Linked DNA regions of Mus musculus: all the other regions are linked to region 2. Evidence: chromatin contacts called from public HiChIP or PLAC-seq and Micro-C data. All regions are on one chromosome and are shown on one strand. The core of a region is the stretch at or near the end of the contact, and the rest is flanking DNA. Distances in the headings are between cores, read along the strand shown.

What was found. Hi-C and Micro-C count contacts between places; a contact is called where the count stands out from the background. HiChIP or PLAC-seq counts read pairs in DNA pulled down with a chosen protein or histone mark.
Region 1: a Micro-C map of embryonic stem cells shows a contact between it and region 2, with 7 times the contacts expected there. The contact joins the enhancer-like site here to the promoter of Sox1 in region 2. A contact is called at or near these places in 1 of 39 promoter capture datasets (embryonic stem cells), 3 of 15 datasets of contacts at CTCF or cohesin (embryonic stem cells and stem cell-derived epiblast-like cells), 40 of 484 Hi-C or Micro-C datasets (B cells, cerebellum, cerebral cortex and 14 more), 16 of 115 datasets of contacts at active chromatin or transcription factors (VIP interneurons, astrocytes, craniofacial prominence and 9 more) and 1 of 9 other capture datasets (embryonic stem cells).
Region 3: an H3K27ac HiChIP or PLAC-seq map of embryonic stem cells shows a contact between it and region 2, with 7 read pairs. The contact joins the enhancer-like site here to the promoter of Sox1 in region 2. A contact is called at or near these places in 1 of 39 promoter capture datasets (embryonic stem cells), 2 of 484 Hi-C or Micro-C datasets (embryonic stem cells and nephron progenitors), 15 of 115 datasets of contacts at active chromatin or transcription factors (SST interneurons, craniofacial prominence, embryonic forebrain and 7 more) and 2 of 9 other capture datasets (embryonic stem cells and pancreatic islet).

Annotation. Positions count from the first base shown.
Region 1 is chr8:12,605,915-12,609,079 of GRCm38.p6, reverse strand. No RefSeq gene overlaps it. Among named protein-coding and RNA genes, the nearest start is that of Spaca7, 34 kb to the right of the region's middle. Within about 2 kb of position 1,684, at least 5 of the 459 cell types and tissues checked have an H3K27ac peak or open chromatin away from gene starts, as enhancers often do.
Region 2 is chr8:12,394,061-12,397,601 of GRCm38.p6, reverse strand. Sox1 (SRY (sex determining region Y)-box 1) reads right to left here and starts at 2,083. Exons shown (of 1, transcript NM_009233.3): 1 at 1-2,083. The coding sequence starts at 1,241. The coding sequence ends at 66. All of the region lies in intron 1 of Sox1ot (Sox1 overlapping transcript), which reads right to left.
Region 3 is chr8:12,527,570-12,530,862 of GRCm38.p6, reverse strand. No RefSeq gene overlaps it. Among named protein-coding and RNA genes, the nearest start is that of Spaca7, 44 kb to the left of the region's middle. Within about 2 kb of position 2,017, at least 10 of the 459 cell types and tissues checked have an H3K27ac peak or open chromatin away from gene starts, as enhancers often do. A contact at or near this core is called in embryonic stem cells, where this site is marked.

The DNA.
Region 1 (3,165 bases), core at 435-2,934, 210 kb before region 2:
TCAGGTTCTGATGGAAGCCGTGGAAAGTGTGTGAAGGTCCTCGTGTGACTACATGTGCTCAGTGACGTGGGGAAGGTAGCAGAATGGGGCCTGAGTCACCAGGGTGTGCAATGGGAGGAGACACGGGCAGGGGCAGAATAAGGGAAGGCTTGCAACATGGGGTTTTAGAGGCTGGAAGATTTCATGAGTTACCAGGACAAGAGGTTGCTGTCGTCATATACCTGTGGTGTGACAAAGACGCAGAAGTACCATGTGACCCTGGAGCCCACTGCATGGCTGCTCCGTCTGCCACTAAACGGTGCAAGGACATCAGCTATTGGCTTCATCCGACACCCAGAGCCAGGCTGCAGGGACCACTGAAAGTATTGGGAGTGCAGCGGGCATGAGGGGCCATTTGCACGTACCTACCCCAGGAAGACATGTTTAGTGTAGAAGGACCCTAGGTTGACCTTGCAGACTCTGCCACCACTTCACCATGGAGGTCACTTGCAGCTCGTGCCAAGTTGCTCTTGGAGCACCTGGCTCCCCTCGGCTTTGTGCCCAGCTCAGCCCAGCATACTTGTGAGCATGCCCCCCGCCATCATCCATCCACATCTGTGGCTCAGGAAGTGAGACTGTGACTTCCAATTGTTAAGGATGTCTCAGAGAGAGAACTCTCTGATGTCCTCTGCATCAGGGAGCCTTTGTCCAAGTGATAGGGAGTCTAGCCTCCTCCACCTGCACCCCTGAAACTGGCAGCTAGTTCACTATGTTTCCAAAGGGCAAAACCTCAGAGCTATCTCAGCTCTGTGCACCCAGCAGAGAGACCCCCAAGGTCACAGGCAGGCAGGATGAGACCAGAACTAGCCATTTCCCTCTGAGATAGTCCTCAGGTCAGGCTACCCTGGGAGAACCCAATCACCATGACCCTGCCCAGGTGTCCAGTTGTCCTGTTGAAGGTTCTGAGTTCTGAGTCCAGGTGTCTCCTCCCCCACCCCCAGGAGTGAGTAGACACACTGAGAATGTCATGAAAGCCTTGGTGTCCAGCATGGGGCTGTCCCACAGCCCCTGTCAGGTTTTGTCCTGTAATGAGGGGGCATTCTCCCCCAGGCAGTGAAATAGGTCATCTGTGTGACACTTAGGTCTTACCTTCCAGCTTCCCTGTTCTGCTTCCAGCCCCACTCCCATCCTCTTCAAACCATTTTCCTTCCTCAAGACCATGTTGGGCTCGCTTCTCCTGATTTCATCTGCTGTTGTGTCCAGAGATGGAGGGATGGTGTCAGGGGAACACCCTTGGTGACTCCTCCCAGTCTTGACCCCATAGATGTACCCGAAGACCCTGTTGTTCTGGTCCCGCCCACCACGAAAGCATCTCTCTGTGGATGGAATGGTGAAGGTCTCAAACCAGGTCCATCTATCTGCCAACCAGACAAGTCCTTAAAGGTCTCTCAGGGTCAGCTGTGGCCTGCTCTGTCTCCCTGTGGGCTTCGGTGCAGACGCATTGAGATGGGGCTAGGGAACCAGGATGTGAAGCAACAGGTGTTCCTTGGTGGCTACTGAGGAGCAAGAGTGCTGAGGCCCCATCCTTCCTGTCAGGGATGAAGAGACTTCAGGTGGGAGCATGGGACCCAGAGGACCAGGTGAGCAGTGGCCCTCTAGTGGCCTCCCGTCAGATCCAACCTCCATGACTGGTACCGTGGCTGCTGTTTTCTGAGGATCCACGAGGAGGCAGTGCAGGACAGTGGTTGACATCCTGGACAGGGGCAGCACCTGAATCAGAAGCAGAGGCTGGCTTCTCTCAGGTGCCTGTTTGTGACCTGGGCTGTGGCCAGCTGGTTCCTGTGTCCGCATGGCTAGCTCAAAGCATCCATATCTATCTCTCTATCTCTATCATCATCTCTATCTCTCTATCTCTATCTCTATCTCTATCTCTATCTATATCTATCTATATCTACTATATATAGATGTCCCAAAGTTAACAAAATACTAGATGGAGAAGCAGAGGGAAAGGCTGTCGCCCTCGGAGAGGGGATGTCTTCCTTTCTGTGACTGTTGCTCAGACTCTCTCTTGAGTCTGCAGCCTGACTGTTCATGTCCCCCACGTCGAACTTGCTGGCCTCATCAGTCGGCAAGCCACCCACCAGTTTTCCTACTAGTTGTAACAATTATATTTTAAATGTGTTGCTTCTGTTTCTCAGTCTACATCAGTTCTCACTGCCACGGCTGTCACCTCTAGCTTTGAGGAAGGACAAACTCTGCTCAGAGGTCACTGAGTCGGCTAGGCATGTAGGTCACACTGTGAGGGGGCTGGGGCTGCCTTGATGTCCCCTCCCAGACACACCCTGTCTAGCCACGTGCCTGAGGCCCATGTTTGCGTATGGGGTGTTGTTACAGGACTGCAGAACCACCCTTTGTGAAGCCCCATCCCTGTGACGGTAACAGAACTGAGGAGTGTGTGACACGGCAACCTCAACTAGAAACCTCTTCTTACGAGTAGTCAGCCACTTTGGACACGATGGATCTTTAAACCATCTGCCAGTCTGATGCTTTTAGCCTTTGGGATCCAGATGAAATTCTTCTTCCATAGGAAGCAGTGCGGCTACTTCTGCTGTGGAGGAGCTCTAAGGACAGGAGACACATGAGGAAGACATCTGGTGCAGTGGATATGACCCCTGTCCCAGGAGAGCAGTGGGGCCCTGTGGGGCACAGCAACTGCTTAGAGATGCTGGGTTGCTTGGACACCGAAAGTGAAGCTCAAACTCCAACCAAGGGCAGAGGGCTTCTTCTGACCACGGATCGGAAGACCCCAAGTGCCATGTTTGACACATGGTAACTGTTTCGTGGAATTTCTGTAGCAGCAGAACAAAGAGGATTGTAGAGATGGTTCTGTAGCTAAGATGTACACCTACCTCTCTTGGGGAGGACTGGGGTTCAGCTCTCAGCACCCCAATCAGATAACTCACAGATTTCTGTAACTTCGGCTCCAGGGGATTCTGTGTGTACCGCACTCACGTGCACAAACCCACAGATGAACACAAACATATAATTAAAAATACTTTACATTTTAAAATTAAGTGTGCTGGTTAATTTGATGTCAAGTTGACAGAAGCTGAAGATCTCTGAGAGGAGGGAATCTCAACTGAAAGTTGCCTTTATAAGACGGGTCTGTAGGAGAGCCTGCGGGAC
Region 2 (3,541 bases), core at 834-3,333:
AGGCCTCGCTCTTCGTCGCCGGGGCGCCGGCCTTAAGCCGCAGTGTCCCCGGCGTCCCCGCGGCGCTAGATGTGCGTCAGGGGCACCGTGCCGTTGACGCCCGCGCCCGCGCCCTGGTAGTGCTGTGGCAGCGAGTGCAGCCGGCTTTGGGCCGCCGCAGCCGCTGCCGCCGCCGGGTCGCCACCCTCGCCGGCGGGCAGGTACATGCTGATCATCTCGCGCAGGTCCCCGGGACACGGTGCCCGTGAGTGAGCCGGGGCCGGCGGACTGCCGCTCGGCTCCGACTTGACCAGAGATCCGAGGGCGCCCAGGGCCCCCGACGACGCGGCTGCCGCGGCTGCCGCTGCCGCCACCGCCGAGTTCTGGTGCGCGCCGCCCGCAGCGGCGGCGGCGGCGGCCGCGGCGCCGTAAGGGATGCCGCCGTAGCCCGAAGGCGACGCGCTCATGTAGCCCTGAGAGTTGGAGATGGGGCTGTACTGCAGCGCGCCCATGTCGTAGCGGTGCATGGGCTGCGGGTTGTGAGGATGCGCGTGCGGATGGTGCGGGTGCGGGTGCGCCGGGTGTGCGTGCGGGTGCGCGCCGCCCGCGCCTGGGTGCTGCCCGTAGGCCAGCTGTGCCTCCTGCATCATGGCCGCGGCCGCAGCCGCCGCGGCCACCGAGCCGGGGTAGGCGCCGTTAGCCCAGCCGTTGACATGCGCGTAGCCTCCTCCCGCCGCGCCGCCTGGGCTCTCCAAGCGCTGGCCCACCGCCGCCGCCCCGACGCCCACGCCCACACCCATGGCCACGGCCGCGCCGCCGCCACCCGCGCCGGCCGCTAGCAGCCCGCCGGCCAGCGAGTACTTGTCCTTCTTGAGCAGCGTCTTGGTCTTGCGGCGCGGCCGGTACTTGTAATCCGGGTGTTCCTTCATGTGCAGCGCGCGCAGTCTCTTGGCCTCGTCGATGAACGGCCGCTTCTCGGCCTCGGACATGACCTTCCACTCGGCCCCGAGGCGCTTGCTGATCTCCGAGTTGTGCATCTTGGGGTTTTCCTGGGCCATCTTGCGCCGCTGTCCGCGGGACCACACCATGAAGGCGTTCATGGGCCGCTTGACCCGATCCTGGTTGGCCTTGGTGCCCCCGCCGCCGCCGCCGCCCCCGCCCCCACCGCCGCCCCCGCCCGCCCCGGCCGGGCCCGAGAGGTTCGTGGGCGCCTGGGCGCCGCCGGGCGAGTGCAGGTCGGTCTCCATCATCATGCTGTACATCTGGGCGGCTAGCGGGTTCACCGGTACCGCAAAGAGAGGGCCTGGAGCATAGACGGCCGGGTGGGGGTGGGTGGGTGGAGAGAGGATCAGCCCAGAGAGACTGGGGGGGGGGGTGTGTGTGCGGTGGGTGCCTAGCGGAGAGAAGGGGGTTGGGTGGAGGCCACAACAACAACAACAACAAAAAAGAGGCAAAAGCACACGCACTTAGCGCGGGTCCAGCTCGCAGGTGGAAAGTTTCTCCCGGTGCACAAACCACTTGCCAAAGAGGCCGATGGCCAGGTTGATTGCTGCCGTCCGGTCACTCAGGGCTGAACTGTGCAAACAGGTGCAGTCGTGGCCAAGTTGAGGCTCCACTTTCTGGGTCTGAAGCGGTGCCCCTGGGCCCGACGCAGGGTTCGCTGCCTCCTCTTGTCGGCTCGAAGTCTCCGTTCCTGTGCTGGCTTCCTTGGCGGCTTCCAACTCTGGGACCGCAACTTCTAGCAAGGCGGTGCGCCGCGTGCGCTGGGCATGTGCTGGTCCCAGGTGCCTGGGGGGAGCCAGGCGCTGAGGGGGACTCGGAGGGGGGTTCGGAGGGGGCGATCGCGGTGCAGCCAGGGAGGGGGTTAGGGACAGCAGTGGGAGTGCCAACGCGAGCAGAGAGCCAGAGAGCTGTGCCGCTGTGCCCAGGACAAGCTGTCCGCTGCCTGCCCGAGGCCGTGCGCTCGGAGCGGAGGCGCACGCGGGGCCGGTGGCGCGGGGGGCCCAGCAGCCATACGCCGGGCCCGGGCTGCCATTAAATGAGCGCGCCGCGGCCAATGGGAACCGGCGGCGGCGGTGATTTGCATGGCGCGCTGGCGAGTGACGTGGGGAGGGAGTAGATACACTGGGCGCGGGCGGCGGAGCAAGGAGGTGGAGGAGGAGAGAGGGGGGGAACAAGGGCAGGAAGGAGGGGGAAAAGGGGGCGCGGGGGGGCGGGGTCACAGCCACACTGCTTCCTGAGCGCGCGCGCGCGGCGGCGACGGCGGCGGCGGCGGCGGCGAACCCAGAGCTCGCCCCCTTTGCCTCTCCCCGCCCGCGCGCTCCGAATGATTAACGATTGGGTTGAAAACCCAGAGGAAGAAAGAATCGCTGTCGGGGGAGGCGGGGGGAATACAGCCCTGGGTCGTGTTTAAATGCGCTCATTGGAGACCCAGCTCCTCCCCTGTCCCCAGCCAGCCAACTCTGTGCCCGCTGGGAAGGGGAAAGTTGGAGATAGAGGCCTCACTTTGCACTCAGCTCAGCCGGGAGTGCAGAATAACAGCGGTGCGGGGGAGATCCTCCCGGGGGGGGGGGGCTTAGGCCCAAAGTACCTCTGCTGGGTTTCAGGCCAAGCGGGGCGGCTCAGTCTCTCCCACCCCTGGCGCTCGGTGCATTCTCAGAGCCTGCAAAGGCCTTTACAGATTCGGGATCTATAATTCGGGTCTCCGTGGCAAGAGGTGCAGCGGTTTTTGTGTGGTGCTACGCTCCTAGCTCCCTAATCTACCCCGAACTTTCTTGGGGGAGGGGGTGTCTTTTAATGGAGCGGAGTGTTATAGTCAGGTGCCAATTTACTCTATATCCTCTTGAATTTCTGCGAAGGTCAAAACCAAGATCTAGCTGGAATCTTGTTACTCCGACAGTAAAAAGAAGTTTGTGGAAACAGCAAAAGAATACCTACCTAGCCTATGCTTTTCTGAAGCGATTCTCCCAGAAGCTGTTTGCCAAAGGATTTTGAAAATCGTGTGAACTCGGGTTTGCGAGGGTGGGGGTGGGGTGCGGGCGCTGAAACGGAATTGGAAGGTCCAGTGACAGGGCCGCCTTTTTGTATGTTGTTGTTTTTGTTTCTTCGTATGTTGTGAAAAAGAAAGGGCAGTTCTGGGGATGATCAAGACATACACAAATGGCCGTAATCCATGAATCTCAGAACAAATATGATTCCGGGATGTATAAGAGATTTCCAACCCCACCCCAGGCTACTTGGGATCAGACCATCATGTCCAAAAAAAAAAAGGGGGGGGGAGTTATTGTAAAGGCTTCTTCCAGAAAGACCTTTAGAGTCTACAAGTTCTTCAGATATCCTGGGGCGGGGTACAGAGGGGAGAGGATAGAGTTTCTACTTCTAAGATCTAGGTGCTTCGGGAGGTTGCTGGTGGGTAAAGCAAGCCTGGTCAGATGCCTGCAGACCGCCTCGCGTGTAATCCAGAGGCTCTTCTGATGACAGATAACCCGGATAATAGCAAGAATACAGGTGTTCCAATATGTTGGACGGTGAACATATGACAGCCCCCCCCCCCACTAACAAA
Region 3 (3,293 bases), core at 768-3,267, 130 kb before region 2:
GTTTATGGTATAAATGCTCCTTACTGCATGACATTTGTCAGTGGCTCCTCATGCCATATTCTGGATGTGACATGTTACCATGTGTCCTCCAGCATGCCTGCTGTAGTAGAATACCCTATGTATTGTACAAATGCATCATGTGTCAGTAGGCAGGAAATAGAAGGTGGGATATCGGGATGCATAAAAGATTCTGAGATGGACGCACAGTACCTGAGTCGCACAGGTAACCAGCTACGTGGCAGAATGTAGGTTAAAATAAATAGGTTAACGGAGCTATGATTCTAGTCAGCAAAGAGCCTAGCTACACGGCCAAGGTATTTGTAAGTATATTTTGCGTCTGGGAGCATGGAGCTGGGAGGAGGAACCAGGACCTAACTGTATAGCCTGCCATATGAGAGACTGAGCTCGGTAGCATGGTGTGGAGATTAGAAGTCAGGCCTAGAAACCAGGAGTAGATTCTGCAATGATACCAAGTAGGTATTCAAGAGATGCTGGTTGGATGGGTGAATGACTGAGCCCTCCTTGGCCAGAGATTTCCAGCTGTATCTCTTCCCAAGGCCTGGCCAGTGTGACACCAACCCTGCCTCCTAGTGAGATGTCCCTACAGAATGGTGATGGATCTGGATATATCTGGTACAAGTCAGATAACAACCTCACATCCAGCCCAGCAGCATCCACAGTGACCATCAACGGGAATGAGAGCTTCTTGTCCAAGGGTTGGCATTTTGGGAGCATAGACCAAAGTCAGGAAAGGTGTTATTTCTGAAGTGAGCATTTGACACAGTGACAACAACTAGAGGAGCAGTCCAGTTAGCCTTAGTGAGGGGTATACTGATGGTGGGGGGGCAAGGGTGGGGGGAATGAGATGGATGCGCGAGCTTTAGCCACCGCCTGACATTGACAGAGCAGTTCTACTGGCCTTAGTTGGGTTGGTCTGGGAGGAGAGATTACAGGTTAGAGATGCTCAGCCAATCAAGACCTCTGATTGGCTGAAATGTCTTAAGTACTTTTAATTGTGCAGGGAGTACTGAGGCTTTGTGCCAACCACGGTTCACTATTTTAAACCATGTCACACAATTTAAAAGGATGGCTTTCCTCTGTCCTCTTCCTCCTCCTCCACAGCCACCACCTCCTCCTCCACCCTCATATTATGTAAATTGTTAGGACTGTTATCCTTAGAGTCTCCCTAAGTTACTGGCTATTTTAAAATTTTATTTCTAGGAGGGGGAAGCAAATAAAAATGCCTCTCTCCTGCCTTAGGGCAGCTCAACAATTCAAATTCACAGTCTCAGGTTTCTGGCAAACAGACACTGCAAGAGGCTTAGAGTGGTGCCCCAACCCCTGATATTTTCCTAGCTGGAAAAGGTGCGCTAGCAGCTTCCACTAGGGAGCCCTAGCGTTGTGTGCGCTCTTGACAGATTAATATTTGTGACTGTGTGGGGTGTGAGTGGCTACTCTGGCCTTGCTTTTGAGAAGGGAGACTGGGAAACAGGTTGTTAGGAAACTTGAAACAACTATTGTCAGGGTCCAGCATGACTCGTGGAAGGGTCAGCATGACATGGATTCCTGCCCCTGGAGGGCATGGGCTTCCACGAGTGTGGATGGTTGTGGGACTTGGGCCTTGTTTGTATATTAGTGTTTATAATTTACTCTATGTTCCTCCTTCGGAGATGTTTTTCCTGCCAGGTTAATGATCCCATGATACTTGGAGACAGCAAGTCTGAGGACCAAGGGTGTGGCTGTGTCTTAACAAGGTGGTGACTGCTGGGACCTGCAGGACAGCCCTTGGGGCTGTGTGTGTGTGTGTGGGGGGGGGGGTAGCTCTGAAAACATGAGTTCAAAAATATATACTTTCTCAACTATGCAAAATATAGGAGCACAGCATGAGTTGTATAAGGTACTTCACAGTCCTAGAATAGCAGAGGCATTAATGACCCAGCTTGTCAGAAAGATACAAAGACAGGCAGATTCCTGAGTTCAAGGTCGGCCTGGTACAGAGTAAGGTTAGGCTGAGGCGTGGTAGAAATGATAATTTCAGGGTGGGGTCTCAGTCCCATCCTGCTAGTTTATTGGCTGTGGTCAACAAAGGCAGACAGATCTCTGAATTCTTTTGAAATATTAAAAAAAAAAAAAAAAAGGAAGGGAGAAATGTGTGCTAGCTATCTCTTAAGGATAAAGGGGCTTGGGTCAGTGGATGCTGATTCATAGGATAATCGAAAGGGAACCTGGAGTAAAAGACTGGATTGATATGTAAATAAAAGACTGGGCTCAAGATCTGCCAGATTGAGCTATCCAGAAAAAAATGTAAAATAACAAGAGAGAACTGCTTAGAGAACTGTCTCAAGCAAAACCTAGAGGGAGCTGTCCGGAGATCTCCAGAGAAAGTAAAACAGAGAGCAATCTGGAAAGCTGTCTCAAGTAGAACATAGGCTGCCAGCTTGAACCTACAATTTGATTTCAAGTTGTTTGTTTTCACTCTCAGAATCCAAGGCGAGGGTGGTCCTTGGCACTCCCTCCCTTAGAGAGGATAGTGAGAACTGACCCCCCCCCATCTCGAGTTGATGACCATCCAGGGACTTCTCAGAAGAATTCTAAGAAGGCTAAAGGTCCCCTTGTTGGCTGTTTATGTCTTACACACACACACACACACACACACACACACACACACACACACACACACACACACGAGAGTGCACGAACTTACTCTTGCAGAGGCCAGAGATCCCCCACGGGCTGGAGTGGCAGGTGAGTGTGAACTACCTAATGTGCTGACATGGGTGCTGGGAATCAAACTTGGGTCCTCTGTGAGAGCAATAAAGGCTCTTAGCTCTGGAGCCATTTCTCCAGCATTGTGAGGGATCTCTCTCTAGCCAGCTGCTGTAATCTTTCTTTGACAGGAACCCTCAAGCCCCTTGGACACTTGCTTACTTAGTAACTCCTGTGGGCCCTGAAATTAACATGTAGAAAATGATGGCGAAGAGCACCATGATGTAAATTAAGGGACATCAGACCTTACTAGGCAAGCCATAGACGCAGACTGCTGTTGAGACACCTTCCTTAGTTTCACCAGAGTCGTTTCACAGTTCGAAGGATAGCCTCACTTTCTTCCACCAACTTTGAGGCTCCTTTTTCTCCTTTAAGCCCCTCCCACGGCTCTCTCTGGGATAGGACCTCACACTGTATCCCAGGTTGAGCCAAACTCATGGCAAACTTCCTGCCTTAGCGTCCTGAGTGCTGCTGCTTGTACAGGCACAGATCACCACAGCCAATTAACACCCTGTTGGCCCTCTTAG